Linked DNA regions of Mus musculus: all the other regions are linked to region 4. The links are chromatin contacts, called in public Hi-C and promoter capture Hi-C maps. All regions are on one chromosome and are shown on one strand. Each heading gives the region's core, a stretch centred on a gene start, on an enhancer-like site or on the middle of the called end of the contact. The rest is flanking DNA. Distances are from core to core; before and after follow the strand shown. Region 1 holds the start of Toe1 (target of EGR1, member 1 (nuclear)). Region 2 holds the start of Ppih (peptidyl prolyl isomerase H). Region 3 holds the start of Pomgnt1 (protein O-linked mannose beta 1,2-N-acetylglucosaminyltransferase). Region 4 holds the start of Dph2 (DPH2 homolog).

Evidence for each region. Promoter capture Hi-C pulls out the DNA fragments that hold promoters and counts their contacts. A called contact is a pair of places that touch in the nucleus more often than the background predicts. Capture Hi-C pulls out chosen DNA fragments and counts their contacts.
Region 1: a contact with region 4 is called in a Hi-C map of CD8 T cells, with 2.8 times the contacts expected there. The contact joins the promoter of Toe1 here to the promoter of Dph2 in region 4. A contact is called at or near these places in 3 of 39 promoter capture datasets (hippocampal neurons, liver and pre-B cells), 1 of 484 Hi-C or Micro-C datasets (CD8 T cells) and 1 of 115 datasets of contacts at active chromatin or transcription factors (double positive thymocytes).
Region 2: a contact with region 4 is called in a promoter capture Hi-C map of liver, with 2.8 times the contacts expected there. The contact joins the promoter of Ppih here to the promoter of Dph2 in region 4. A contact is called at or near these places in 2 of 39 promoter capture datasets (hippocampal neurons and pre-B cells) and 1 of 9 other capture datasets (liver).
Region 3: a contact with region 4 is called in a promoter capture Hi-C map of pre-B cells, with 4 times the contacts expected there. The contact joins the promoter of Pomgnt1 here to the promoter of Dph2 in region 4. A contact is called at or near these places in 3 of 39 promoter capture datasets (hippocampal neurons, liver and pre-B cells).

The regions. Positions count from the first base shown.
Region 1 is chr4:116,806,132-116,809,367 of GRCm38.p6, forward strand. It overlaps Toe1 (target of EGR1, member 1 (nuclear)), which reads right to left and starts at 1,428. Exons shown (of 8, transcript NM_026654.2): 1 at 1,337-1,428; 2 at 486-628; 3 at 355-395; 4 at 128-224; 5 at 1-12. The coding sequence starts at 1,388. Mutyh (mutY DNA glycosylase) reads left to right here and starts at 1,603. Exons shown (of 16, transcript NM_133250.2): 1 at 1,603-1,640.
Region 2 is chr4:119,318,829-119,321,986 of GRCm38.p6, forward strand. Ppih (peptidyl prolyl isomerase H) reads right to left here and starts at 1,695. Exons shown (of 10, transcript NM_028677.4): 1 at 1,581-1,695; 2 at 1,341-1,405; 3 at 1,002-1,025; 4 at 692-736. The coding sequence starts at 1,646.
Region 3 is chr4:116,148,655-116,151,840 of GRCm38.p6, forward strand. It overlaps Pomgnt1 (protein O-linked mannose beta 1,2-N-acetylglucosaminyltransferase), which reads left to right and starts at 1,864. Exons shown (of 22, transcript NM_026651.2): 1 at 1,864-1,963; 2 at 2,411-2,589; 3 at 3,166-3,186. The coding sequence starts at 2,470.
Region 4 is chr4:117,890,206-117,893,430 of GRCm38.p6, forward strand. Dph2 (DPH2 homolog) reads right to left here and starts at 1,798. Exons shown (of 6, transcript NM_026344.3): 1 at 1,505-1,798; 2 at 1,110-1,222; 3 at 690-913; 4 at 1-496. The coding sequence starts at 1,651. It also overlaps a transcript of Ipo13 not described here.

The DNA of each region.
Region 1 (3,236 bases), core at 178-2,677, 1.1 Mb before region 4:
AGAATTTTCACCCTGAAAAACATGAGGATCTACTTTACCAAAAACTGGGAGGAAAAATTTCCACCATTAAGATCTCAACTCTCAGGCCCCATGCCTCCCTCAGACCTGGGATGAAGGTAATTCCTACCTTATCTGGTTGCTGCCTGAAGCAGGCGAGGCCCAGGGACAGGACAGAACGGGTCCTGGCAGCATGACACACGGCCTTGTAACGTTCCTCAATGCACCTTAGAGTTGGGTTTGGGCATGAGTTAGTTTCACAAAGAACCCAAACTACCAGGGCTGGCAGTCCCTAGCTTCTGGGTTGAGACCTACATATTTGTTAGAGCTGGGATCACAGGCAAGGCTTATACTTACTGGTTCAGCAAACTCTTCCTATCCCCGAGCCCACTCAGCTCCTATGGGTGGGTAAAGGAAGTGTGGTTATTTTCCACACCCATCACCAAACACTTCACAGCCACCTGCCCTCCCTTCCTCCCACTCCTCACCGTGTCCACAGCCACAAAGCTAGCTGTCTTTAAGGCTAGCAAGAGTGATGGCCATATCTCCTTGAAGTTGTCACTCTGCACGTCTACCACAGGAACCCGAACCACAAACTCCTCTGCAGGTTGTGTGTTTTTGTTGACACCACCTGGGGATAAGGGCGTTGATGGATTTAGATGGTTTCACAAGGTCCCTGTGGAGCAAACACCAAGCTAGATGTGGGCAAAGGGGTGCCCACTGACAAGCTTTCACTTAAAGATTTTACATCTACCAGCTCTAAACACAAGCTCTGAAATGGGCAGTGCCCTAAATTTGGAAAAAGGGCATCTGTGTCTTTTAGTGCCTTTATGTGGGACTGGGAAATCATTTCTTTTTTGCATCATGATCAGGAGAAAAGTGGACTAGATAACCTTTGAGGATTCTTTATCCTCCAGCCTGTAATCCCAGGACTAGGGAGCATTAGGCTGAAGGACCACGAGTTCAAGGCTAGCCTACAGAGCATGCTCCTATCTCAAACACAAACCGATCCCATAAAGCCACATATACATGATGCCTCAACAGCTACCGGAGTGCTCCAAAGTTAAACCCAAGCTCCACTTACTGTGGACGACTACGCACTCTGGTATTACCGACTGACAACCACCGGCTCCGTCCAAAACACACCACCCATCCCACCTCACTGCTCCACTCTACAACAGTTCGGGTTTTGCAGTTGCACGCGCTGCACACTGGGAGTTGTAGTCTAAGATAGCTGAGGCAAGAAGAACTACAGGCCTGTCTCCGAGCTACCGGGCCGAGGCTTTTCCCTCCCCAGGACCCCTTAGGCTTCTGTGGCCATCCCTGGGGAGCCGCTCACCGTCAGAGGGCGTTGGAACTGGAGGCACATCATCGTCACTGTCCGCGGCCATGACGCCCCTCGCCAGCCTTCTGGAGGTACGCAGAGACTTCCGCTTCGTCTCCAGAAGCGACACGGATCTAGGATGGGGCGGGGTCTCGGCGTCTGGGTCCCGTAGGGTCAACTTCCGTTCCGAGTGGTCGGGCGGGGTGCGGAGCGTGGGCCTTGCGCGCGCTGAGTGTCTATTGGCTGGACGGTCCTACTGACCGAAGCCACGCCCCCTTCGGGGTTTCTTGGGAGCGGCCGGTCGGAGACTGCGCAGGAGGTAATCTGTGCTTTCATTTGTGGTGGCGGGAACGTGGAATCTTAAAATTACAGCCGATCGTTTCACTTACACAAACTCAGGGTTGGCATGGGCAGCGCAGGCTTCTCGGCGCTGGGTTGGGGAAAGAATGCCTCCTGCGCTGAGCTAAAGCAAGCCTAGGAGTTCGGGAGAGAGGGGTGCACGGCCGAGTAAAGGGGTCCTGAGCATGGACACAAGTCCAGAAAGATAAGGAAGTGAGAGGGAAGCGTTCTACAGGACACAGGTAGATAAGTGGTAAAATGACCAGGAACGTTTTAAAGATAATTCACCCAAGTATTAATGTGCACTTGAGTTAAGGTTTTGGTAGGTCTTAATTTGACCTGTAGGTGGTAACAATGTCGGAATTCAGTCCCATCCTAGGAAGTGTTCTCTAGCTCCACCGACCTAGATTTCTCCTTATCTTAAAAGATAAAAGGCTTCAAACTTATCTTTAAAAATTCAGGCTGGGTGGGATGGTGCCTGACAATAATCTCATCCTTCAGGAGGCAGAGGCAGGCGGATCTCTGAGTTCAAGGCCAGCCTGGTGTACTGAGTGAGCTCCAGGGCTGCACAGAGAAACTCTCGTCTCTATAAAACAAAACAAAAAGCAATCTCCACACCTGGAGTGCTGGGTTATAGGTGTGCACAACCACTCTAGTTTGACTTTTTTTTTTTTTTTTTTTTTTGGTTTTTCGAGACAGGGTTTCTCTGTATAGTCCTGGCTGTCCTGGAACTCACTTTGTAGACCAGGCTGGCCTCAAACTCAGAAATCCACCTGCCTCTGCCTCCTGAGTGCTGGGATTAAAGGCGTGCGCCACCACGCCCGGCTAGTTTGACTTTTTAAAAAAGATTTGTAGTGGGCGATGGTGGCGCACGCCTTTAGCCCCAGCACTTTGGGAGGCAGAGGCAGGCGGATTAGGTGGGTTTCTGAGTTCGAGGCCAGCCTGGTCTACAAAGTGAGTTCCAGGACAGCCAGAACTACACAGAGAAACCCGTCTCCAAAAAACAAAAACAAAAAAGGTTTGTTACTATTTTTAATTCCGTGTATGATTTCTGCGTGGGTCCGTGTGTGTGAGTGCAGTCGGATCCCACCCTCCAACACAGATCTCACAGCCCTCTAATCCCCCTGGCCGTAGCCTAGGGCTGATATCACAGCTGGTTTATGAGCAGTCCAATATGGATGCTATGATCAAAACTCATGAGCCCCCACTGTGCAGCCACGTGGGATCCGGGATTGAACCCAGGACTTCATGTTCCCTAGACAGTCACTAACTGACCAACATCTCCACTCAAAAGTTGTGGGATTTTTTTTAACTTTTACTTTGTTTGTTTAATATATATGACTGCTTTCCTGTATATGTGCACAGGGTCCCTGTGTCCGTGTTTATTTGATATATATGAGTATTTTCTTGAATATATGTATGTGCACAGGGAGGGTCCCTGGTGCCCATGAGGCTAGAAGAAGGTGTTGGATCACCTGAAACTGGAGTTTCAGATGATTATGAGGTGCTGGAAATCCAACTAATTATCACTAACCACTGAACTATCTTCTCAACTCCCAGGCTTGTGGTTGGTTGG
Region 2 (3,158 bases), core at 445-2,944, 1.4 Mb after region 4:
ACTGCACACACAGAGACTTGATGGTGTTAGCTAGTACACCAGCTATGGCCCTTCGCTTTGCTTAGCCTTCCTTGAAGAACTCGGAAAACACATACTACTTCACAAGAATGCTAGGGAGGGTTACAGACTGTAGCTTTAAAGCCCTTATGTGGGAGACATGGACATTTTCAGGATTAGAATAGAGCAACTTCTGTCAAACTCTAACAAAAAATAAGTAAATATATCATGAAAGCCAGGCTCCTACAGATGACTGCCTAGCAACGGTAACTAGCAAAGCCTCTGCTGAAGTCCTGACTGGCGCCAGGGAGATGGGTCAGTGGGTGAAGTGCTTGCTGTGGCAGCCTAAGGATCTGAGCTTAGACCTCTGGGAGCACGTGGCCACGCACCTGTACTGAACAGGTACTGAAAGGGTACAGCATGCTTTCCTTGGCATCGTTTCTGCAATACAGCATTCCACCAAGTCAGGGATGACTTAAGGCGCTGTGCATAGGCTTCATGGTGTTCAGTACCAAATCCAGGGCCTTATGAATGCTGGGCCAATTCTCTACCACCGAGCTACAGCCTCAGCCGCGAACATGCCATTTAAAACAACAGCCGTAAGCCTCACAGAGTTTGAACTCAGGTGTGCAGGACTGCCTGTACAGATACCAAGCAATGACTGCATTTCCAGTTTTCCAAAAACCTCCCTTACCTGTGGAAGGTGCTTCCTTTGTATCCTATCGGAACGCCATCTTTTCTGTAAACAAAGAAGGAAGAGACTTGGAATGGGGAAACACAATGGTGGGCCTTTCCCATTTAGGCTACACCAGAGGCTAAAAGGGCTCTCACTAAGATCTGGAGGGGGAAAAAGAGAGAGAAAGAACCCATTCAAGGTGTCACCCTCTCTCTGCATATCATCTTCCATTACTTAAGACCTGTTCATGGTTCTCCAATACCCTCACCAAACATCCAGGGCACCCCTTCAGGAGTAGGCAGAGAAATCAAACACATCTGAGACTGACCTGAACTCTCCGGTGCAGAATTGCCTAAAGGGAAAGAGAGAGCAAACGATTTAGCCTTCGTACGATCACTGCTTGAAGCACCTCTAATCTCTGGAGAGGAGAGTTCAAACACTGGGGCCAGTATGTCCGCCAACTAACTGATCGGGCGGATGTCAGGGCAGGTAGACTAGTGATAGAAGTTGATATGGGATCAGTCACAGCCGGTAGCTGTTTGGCCAGTGAAATACCCAGACCACAGAGCTGCAAGGCAATGAATAGATGGACAGAGGCAGACATGGCAAAGACCGACTGGAGGCCGGCTTCGGGCTCAGCTCTGGTTCACTTGGAGCATATCCTTACCTAAAGTTCTCTGCCGTCTTAGGCACCACGTCTGCAAAGAGCTCGATTTTCATGCGACCAACTTCCTGCAGAAGAAACGGGAGACGCAACACTCAGCTCACGACCGCTGTCCACGAAGCTCGAAAGCTCCCACCTCCCTCCGCCGCCTGGCCCAGCCGGTCTCGGGAGGGCTATAAGGGGCTGCCTCCCTTACCCGAGGCCAACCAGCCCGCACGGGCCGCTAGGTCGCCCGCACCTCACCTGGCCGCCAATGCTGACATCGAAGAAGACCACTGGATTGACTGGACTTGAATTTGCCACCGCCATGGCTTTGACCCGGAAGTAGAAACCCGGCTTCCGGTGGCAGGTCCCGCGAACTTCATCCGGAGCGCAGACGCAGTGGAAACGGACCGCGATTGCGCCCCGCCCCGGAAGTGTGGCGCGCGCTGAGGTTGTTGGGAATGGTACTGTTTGGCTGAGCTGGTCGGAGCTGAGGGGAGGAAACGCAGGCATCTTTGTCAAAGTCTGTGGGCTCCCCACTTGCATGACTGTATTAGTGCAATAGAAATGAATCTTCTGCAGACAGCATGTCCTGAGCAGTCACACTTGGTGTCCCCTGTCACAGCTCATGAGCCGAGGATCCCTGAGTCACCTTCCATATTTTAAAATGGTTTGTTACTGTAGCCTGGCTCAGTCGGGTGCTGGAAATGTAATTTTATTTATTTTCTTATGATTGTAAAATTTTTTATTTTTTAATTCACATTTACATCCCCAGTGCTGCCGCCTCTCCCGGTTTCCCCACCCCCTCCTTCTCTTCTCCTCTGAGAGGGTAGAGACCCCCTCTGGTTTTCCCTCCACCTTAGCACATCAAGTCTCTGCAGGGCTGGCCTCATCCTCTCCCACTGAGTCCAGACAAGCAGAAGAAACGAATTCCACAGCAGGGCAACAGCTTTTGGGATAGCCCCTACTCCAGTTGTTCGGGACCCACATGAAAGACCGTGTGTGTGTGGGAGGGGGCTAGGTCCCGCCTGTCTATGCTCTTTGGTTGGTGGTTCAGTCTCTGAGAGCCCCAAGGGTCATAGTTGACTCTTGGTTTTCCTGTGGAGTTCCAATCCCCTCGGAGGCCCTCAGGAGTCCTCAAGCTCCATCGGATGTTTGGCTGTGGTCTCTGCATCCCTGAGTCAGCTCCTGGGTGGAGTCTCTCAGGACAGCCATGCGAGGTTCCTGTCTGCAAGCACAACAGTCTCAGGGATTGTTGTTTGCCCATGGGATGGGTCTCTAGGCTAGTAAATCGTATGGGGCTTTGCCTATTTAAAATGCTGTTTGCCACTGCTGGTAGCAAAGACCAGGAAGTAAAGGCTGGCTTCTCTTATACCACTTTTACCAAGTACCCTTCTGCCTCTGTTTTGGAGGGCATTCAGTTGCTACCCCCCCCCCCTCTTTTCCTTCTCTCATGCTTGCTCCGGCCCAAAGATACTTATATGTAAGTACACTATACTTGTCTTCAGACACCCCAGAAGAGGGCGTGGTTGCTGGGATTTGATCTCAGGACCTTCGGAAGAGCAGTCAGTGCTCTTACCCACTGAGCCATCTCTCCAGCCCTGGTTGTTACACCCTTTAAGGTTTTTTGGTTTTTGTTTTGTTTTGTTTTTGCTTTTGGTTTTTTGAGACAGGGTTTCTCTGTATTGCCCTGGCTGTCCTGGAACTCACTCTGTAGACCAGGCTGTCCTCGAACTCAGAAATCTGCCTACCTCTGCCTCCCAAGTGCTGGGATTAAAGGCATGCACCACCACTGCCCAGCTTAAGGTCTTTTTTGAAACATTTTTTCACTTTTTTTTT
Region 3 (3,186 bases), core at 614-3,113, 1.7 Mb before region 4:
AAAGTGCAACAGCACAAAAGTGCAACAGCACAAAAGTGCAACAGCACAAAAGTGCAACAGCACAAAAGTGCCTGCAACAGCAGGTTGGAGAGAATTAGAGGCACAAGTGAAAGAATCAGGCAACAGATGAGTTCATCTGTTTCAAATGGTATTCAATATTGTTCAAAGAAACAAAGGATTTCAACTATCATGACAGTTGATTTCAACTGACATCACTGGAAAAAGACAAAGGGAGGCCCAGCTATATGGCCTGATACAATTTCCCAAGCAAAGGAATCCAGAAGAGATCTGAGAGCAGGTAGAGATGATGTCAGTAGCTGTGAAATTGTGGGTCTTGTGAAGAGATGCAGCAGGCAGGGGAGCCTGGCGCTCAGACACAGGGGAGCCTGGCGCTCAGACACAGGGGAGCCTGACGCTCAGGAGGGAATCTAGGACTGCACATGCAAGTTTGAGAATCTGGACATTAATAAGGATCATGAGAAGACAAGATCATGGACAGTAAACCTGACGACAGAAGAGGGTCAGAGGCTAATGTGAGAACTTCTGCTGACTTGATTTTTTTAAAAAGACTTATTTTATATATGTGAGTACAATGTCATTGTCACTATCTTCAGACACACCAGAAGAGGGCATCAGATCCCATTACAGATGGTTGTGAGCCACCATGTGGTTGCTGGGAATTGAACCCAGGATCTCTGGTAGAGCAGTCAGTGCTCTTAACCACTGAGCCATCTCTCCAGCCCCTGCTTTTTTTGATGTTTAAATAAGAAAAACTTCAGTATAAAGAACATGTAAAAAACCAAAACATTTTTTGTTTCTCAGAGCAGGTTGCACTTCAAAATCCTGACTTGTTCTAGAACTCATGTTGTAGACCAAGTTGACCTTGAATCTATGGCAATCCTCCTTCCTCAGTTCCTAAGTGCTGGGAACCCAGGAGTGAGCTACTGTGGGTCTTAGCATCTTGTTATGAAAGTGGACTTGCCTCACACAGCCTTCCCTCACCTATATAGGAATGCAACACCACTTCCAACCTGGCAAGCACTGCTATCATATCGAAAGATGCCAACACTTTTGGAGTCCTCAAAAAAAAAAAAGTGTAAATAAATAAAGTGTTGCTGGGCATGTTGTACACTCCTTTAATCCTAGCATTTAGGAGGCAGAGACAGGTGAATTTCTGTGAGTTCAAGTTCAGCCGGGTCTACATAAGGAGTTCCAGGATAGCTAGGGCTATAAGGAGATAGGTAAGCTCCTGCTTCCTCAGAAAAGAACTAATCAGGAGCTGGAGATGGCTCAGTGGTTAAGCACACCTGGTGCTCTTCTAGAGGAGCGGTTGGGATCACAACTTTAATTTGGGCTCCAGGGGTATCAGACTGAGGTCTAGTCTCTTCAAGGAGCGCCCGCACTACCTGCACATGCACACAATCAAAGAGCATTTTTGGTTTTCTTTAAAGATGGGGTAGTCACGGTGCCTCTTAATCATGGTTTATGAAATCGAGTTAACGTAAGCGCTCAAAATAGTAGCGGAGCAGGTTTCTAATCCTCTCCTCCCCGGCCTGGAAACAGCCTTGCGGGGCTGGGCCAGGCCTCGGAGCTGCAGCCCTCTGATCCTGGCTTGCCCAGTGAGCTGGCCCGAGGTCCCGGAATGCCGCTTGCTCCGGCTCCGCGGTGCGGGGATGTGCTCTCGCCCGAGGTCCACTCGTGCGGACCGTAACCCTGCCAGACAGGCAGAGTACGCCGGCTCCCCTCGCGCTGCAGACGCCCGGCCGCGGCCGCCGCCCTAAGCGCCGCCCGCCGCCCTCTCACCCCGCGGCGGCGGCGGCGGCGGAAGCGGCGGGGCGGGCCGGCCGGGCCGGGGCGGGGCGCGAGAGGCATGGAGGAGGCGGAGGCCGCGGAGGCCGCGGCGCGCGGGGCCGAGCTGTGCGGGCCCGAGCGCGGCCCGAGCGGGGCCCGGGGCCCCTGAGCCGTAAGTGCCTCCCAGTGCGGGTCTCAGAGGGGTGATGCGGGCTGGGTGGGTCTTCTGAACCTTCCGGCGTCCCTGATCCCTGAGAGGAGAGGAGTTGAGCCAGATGGGAAGAGACGAGGGTGGAGGATTGGGGTGCAGGAGGTCGCTGTTACTGTTCTACCCCAGGGCTGGGAAGGACTGGGATTTGGACCTTTTAAGGACTGATGAATCGTTAAGAGTTGATTGAGTTACTGGCCTCCGCCGCTAAGGCCCTGATCCTGCACACAGTTCCTCTAGCCCCAGGGAATTTTCAGGTGATCCAACTCCTCCAAAGATTTTCTGGCCAGACCCAGAGAAGTTAAGCCACGTTGCCTAGGGCACACAGCTCAGCAGTTTGCTGAGAGAAGTCATTCCAGAAGGCATTAAGCTTTGGGACAAGCATCTTACTCTATGTGACTCTATATATAGTCCCCTCAGATTCCTGAAGTCATGGACTGGCCGGGACAGGGGTGACTCCCTAATCCAGTATGGATGACTGGAAGCCCAGTCCCCTCATCAAGCCCTTTGGGGCTAGGAAGAAACGGAGCTGGTACCTTACCTGGAAGTATAAACTGACAAACCAGCGGGCCCTGAGGAGATTCTGTCAGGTAAATGAGGTCCCACGTGTCCCAAAAGCTGCTCCCTAACTTTACTCTAACAGACTAGGAACTAACTACCTTGGCTATCAAGAAGAGGCAGCAAATTCCTGGAGGGGAAACCTCTGTCTGTTACAGCCTTCTCAGGCAGTGGTTTAGAGCCAGGATTCTGGAATCAGAACCCTAGTCTGACCTCGGCATCCAACAGAAACCAGAAGTCTGGTCAGGCAGGCTTTGCCCCTGACACCCAACTGTCAGGCAGTGTGGCCCACGTTCTTCTGTGTCTCTGGCTCTCCGCTGTGGTTCTCGGGTCCTAAATCCATCTCAAGGAACTAGTTATGGAGGGGACCAAGGAAGTCAAGGACTCAAATGGGAAAATACAAGACCACGGGGTAGGAAGGACCTGGTTGGTGGAGGGAAACCTGCCAGGGAACATTCTCTGGGAGATGGCCACAAATCCGTGTCCTTATTGGGAACCAGAAAGTGGAGAGACTGGTCCCTGTGTCCTCTTCAGCCAAGGTCATACTTTCAGAAGGCCCTTGTGATCTGGAGAGGGCTGGCTGCAGTCACCCCCATTTTCCTACTCAGACAGGGGCTGTGCTTTTCCTG
Region 4 (3,225 bases), core at 548-3,047:
AGCTTGGCGGGTGTGGGCTTCCCCACGGCTAACACATAGCTACGTTTTCCAGCAGCTTCCGTCAGTTTCCGCAAGTGTGCCAGTGCCTCACGGTGTCGAGCCACACCTAATGTGCCTGCCAGCAGCCCAACCACACGGGCATCTCTGGCCCTCTCTATGAGATACAGTCTTCGTGCTCTTAGTCTCCCAGCCTTGGCACCCTGGTCTTGTGTCTGTCCTGTATCTGGACAACAGGAAAAGAAGGGCCGCCCTGGTGTCCAACCCAAGAGCAGTCTGCTCAGGTCGGGATCAAGGCTGGAGTCCGAGCTTGCTTGAGAAGCCCCTACATAGAAGGCACCATATTCTTCCAGACGTCTCCCTGGATTCAGGGGGAAGCAGCGCCCAAAACGCTCCAGGGACTCAGGCTGTGAGCTCGGGGATCCCACTGGCAGGGGAAGAGCTGGGCGGGAGATGAGCAGATCTTGGTACTTTGGGAGCAGGAGCATGGCCAAAGGCTCTGAAAGAGGTGCATCAGAGTTGAAGTCTGGCAAAGTAAGAGATGTCTCATCCCCAGATGCCTCAATGTGACCCTAAAGGACAAGCCAGGCCAACTGAGGCCAAGAGCTCTAGGTAAGTGTGCTTAAATAGGAGGAATTAAGGCATGAAGCTGTGGACCCACCCTTCTTTCCCTCACAGGTATAATTTCTCACCTAGGGCATGGGCACAAGCTGGCTCACTCAGCAGTACCACCGGGGCTGTCGGATCTGGGTTCTGGGCTTCAAAGGCCTTTGCACAGAGCTCTAAAGCAACGGGTCGCTGACCAAGGACAAAGGTGATGGGCAGCTGCGAGGCTGGGGGGCTTAAGCAGGCAGGACCGAAGTGCACAAGGGCTTGAGCTCCAGCCTGCTCGGCGCCCAGCACATCCACACAGCAGCTGCAGGGGAGAGAGCATTGGTGAGAGGTGTTCCCTACCTGGAGAGAAGAGTTGTCATCAATGGGAAATGTGGCCAGTGGAGAAAATGGCACCAAGCTAGGAATTCACTGTGACTGAGGGAAGCTGGCATCAGGAGCTTCTCATCGTGCAAACACGGTCACTGGAGGCAGACACTGTGGGCTGGGAAACCCCATACCTGCCATAAGCTGTGTCCCCTAAAATGAACATCTTAGCTCCTGTGACTTCCTCCAGCCGGGCAGCCACCGCTCCCGCATCTCCTAGTAACTGGTCAGGGAACTGCAAAGTCACCTGTAAATACAAGCCACAAGTCAGCGACAACCTCACTCCTCCACCAACAGCCTCTGCAAAAAAACAAAAAACAAACAAAAAAACAAACAAACAAACAAAAAAACCCACTAAACATCCCAAGCCCCTACTTCTAAGGAGGCAGCCAGCCCCACAGAGTTGTGGGTAATCCGTGCGATACGGGCGGATCCCGACCCAAAGTCCCAATCTCCGCAACCCATACCCAGAGGAGAGCCCGCGCCCCGCGCCCCCTTTTCGCGCCCCCTTCTCTGAACCAGACCTCACCCGCTGACAACCTAAATCGCAGACAAATTTCGTAACTCGCTCCAGCTCATACACGCGGTCCAGGTCTTCAGGAGGAGTGAACTGTCCTGGAACGCCCGCCTCCCGTTGCAGGGCTGCCTCCGCAGGGCTGCTGAACGTAGACTCCATTGGGCGCAGCTTGGGTGGGGTGAGATGCAGCTGCACCCTCAAAAGTCCTCGAGGTCACAGCAGCTCTGTTTGTGGATCCGGACCAACCTGTCCTCGGGTCCTAGGATCCAAACCGTACGCTTCCAAATTCCCGGCTCTCCACTACACATGGACCTACGGAGATTACTTCCGGGTTCAAGGACTTCCCACAGAGAACCAATCACTAGCCTCTCACTCAGGACCAATCGGAAGTGCCGCAAAGCCTTGTGGGTGTTGTGGTTCCACTGGCTAAAGCTTCTTCCCGGATACCCTAAGGCCAGCCTGCCGGTGCCCTCTAATTTCTAAGTCACTAATTCAGTGTGAGCAGGCGCTATCTGCTGATCATATTTAAACGCGCGCGCGTGTGCACGTATATACATACAGTGAGAGCAAGGGTCCTTATACAGCTCAGTTCTTCAGGGTTGGCTGCAAGCTCCCTAATCCACCAAGCCATCTTCACAGCCCCCAGAATCTGAAACAGGGTCTTGCTGTGTGACCGAGCTGGATCTCCCAGTACTGCATAATTTCCAACTCAGTGCCCACAGCTTGGGTTTGAATATTTGTGAGCAGGTACTTACTGCCAGACATCGTAAAATGTCTCTATGTCCTTTACTTTGCCTGCTAGAGAATTGTCCCACAACCTGTTGTCCTCACGGTCTGTCAACCAAACACTGACCCTTGCTAAGTTCACCAGTTCATCATTAGAAGCAAGAATTATCCCATATAGATAAGAAAAACAAAACCATGTCTGCTGGTTCTAGAAACTGGGCTTTAGAGCCCGAATTTATTCTCTCGCCCCACCTCCTTGGGACTGAACCTGGGGCCTCGTGCATGGAAAGCAACGACTCTCTGGCTGAGCTACATCCCACATTCTCCCACACGACTTCTTATCATAAGGAGGGATGGGAGAGGAAGACTCTCTTCACGTGATGCCGTAGGGAAAAAGGACTGAAAACATGTGGCGCATCTCTGCATCCTCCAGGAGAGCTGAGAAATCAGGACTGTGGGAATGGGACTAACGGGGCTGGAGAAATGTTTCAGTGGCTAAGAGCACTTGCTGTGCTTGCAGTGGGTTCAGTTACCACCACCCACATGGTGGCTTATAACTATGTGCAACTCCAGTTCTAGGAGGTCCCTTTCCTTTTTTTTTGTTTTGTTTTTTTTTCGAGACAGGGTTTCTCTGTATAGCCCTGGCTATCCTGGAAGTCACTTTGTAGACCAGGCTGGCCTCAAACTCAGAAATCCGCCTGTCTCTGCCTCCCAAGTGCTGGGATTAAAGGCGTGCGCCACTACGCCCAGCTTTTTTTTTTTTTTTTTTTTTTTTTTTGTCCCTTTTCTAATACCTGCAGGCAACTACACTCAGGTGGTGCGCAGATATAAACTCAGCCATACACACATACACATTTTTTTTTAATTGGGACTGAGGAGCGGGATAAATAATGAAGTGGAAGACACTGATGCTACTAGCTGGCTGAGGAAGACACTGGATGGAAAAGAATGAAAGGCAGAATCAGTACAAAAGCTGGGGAAGATCAGAGGATGGGATGCAGTTACCC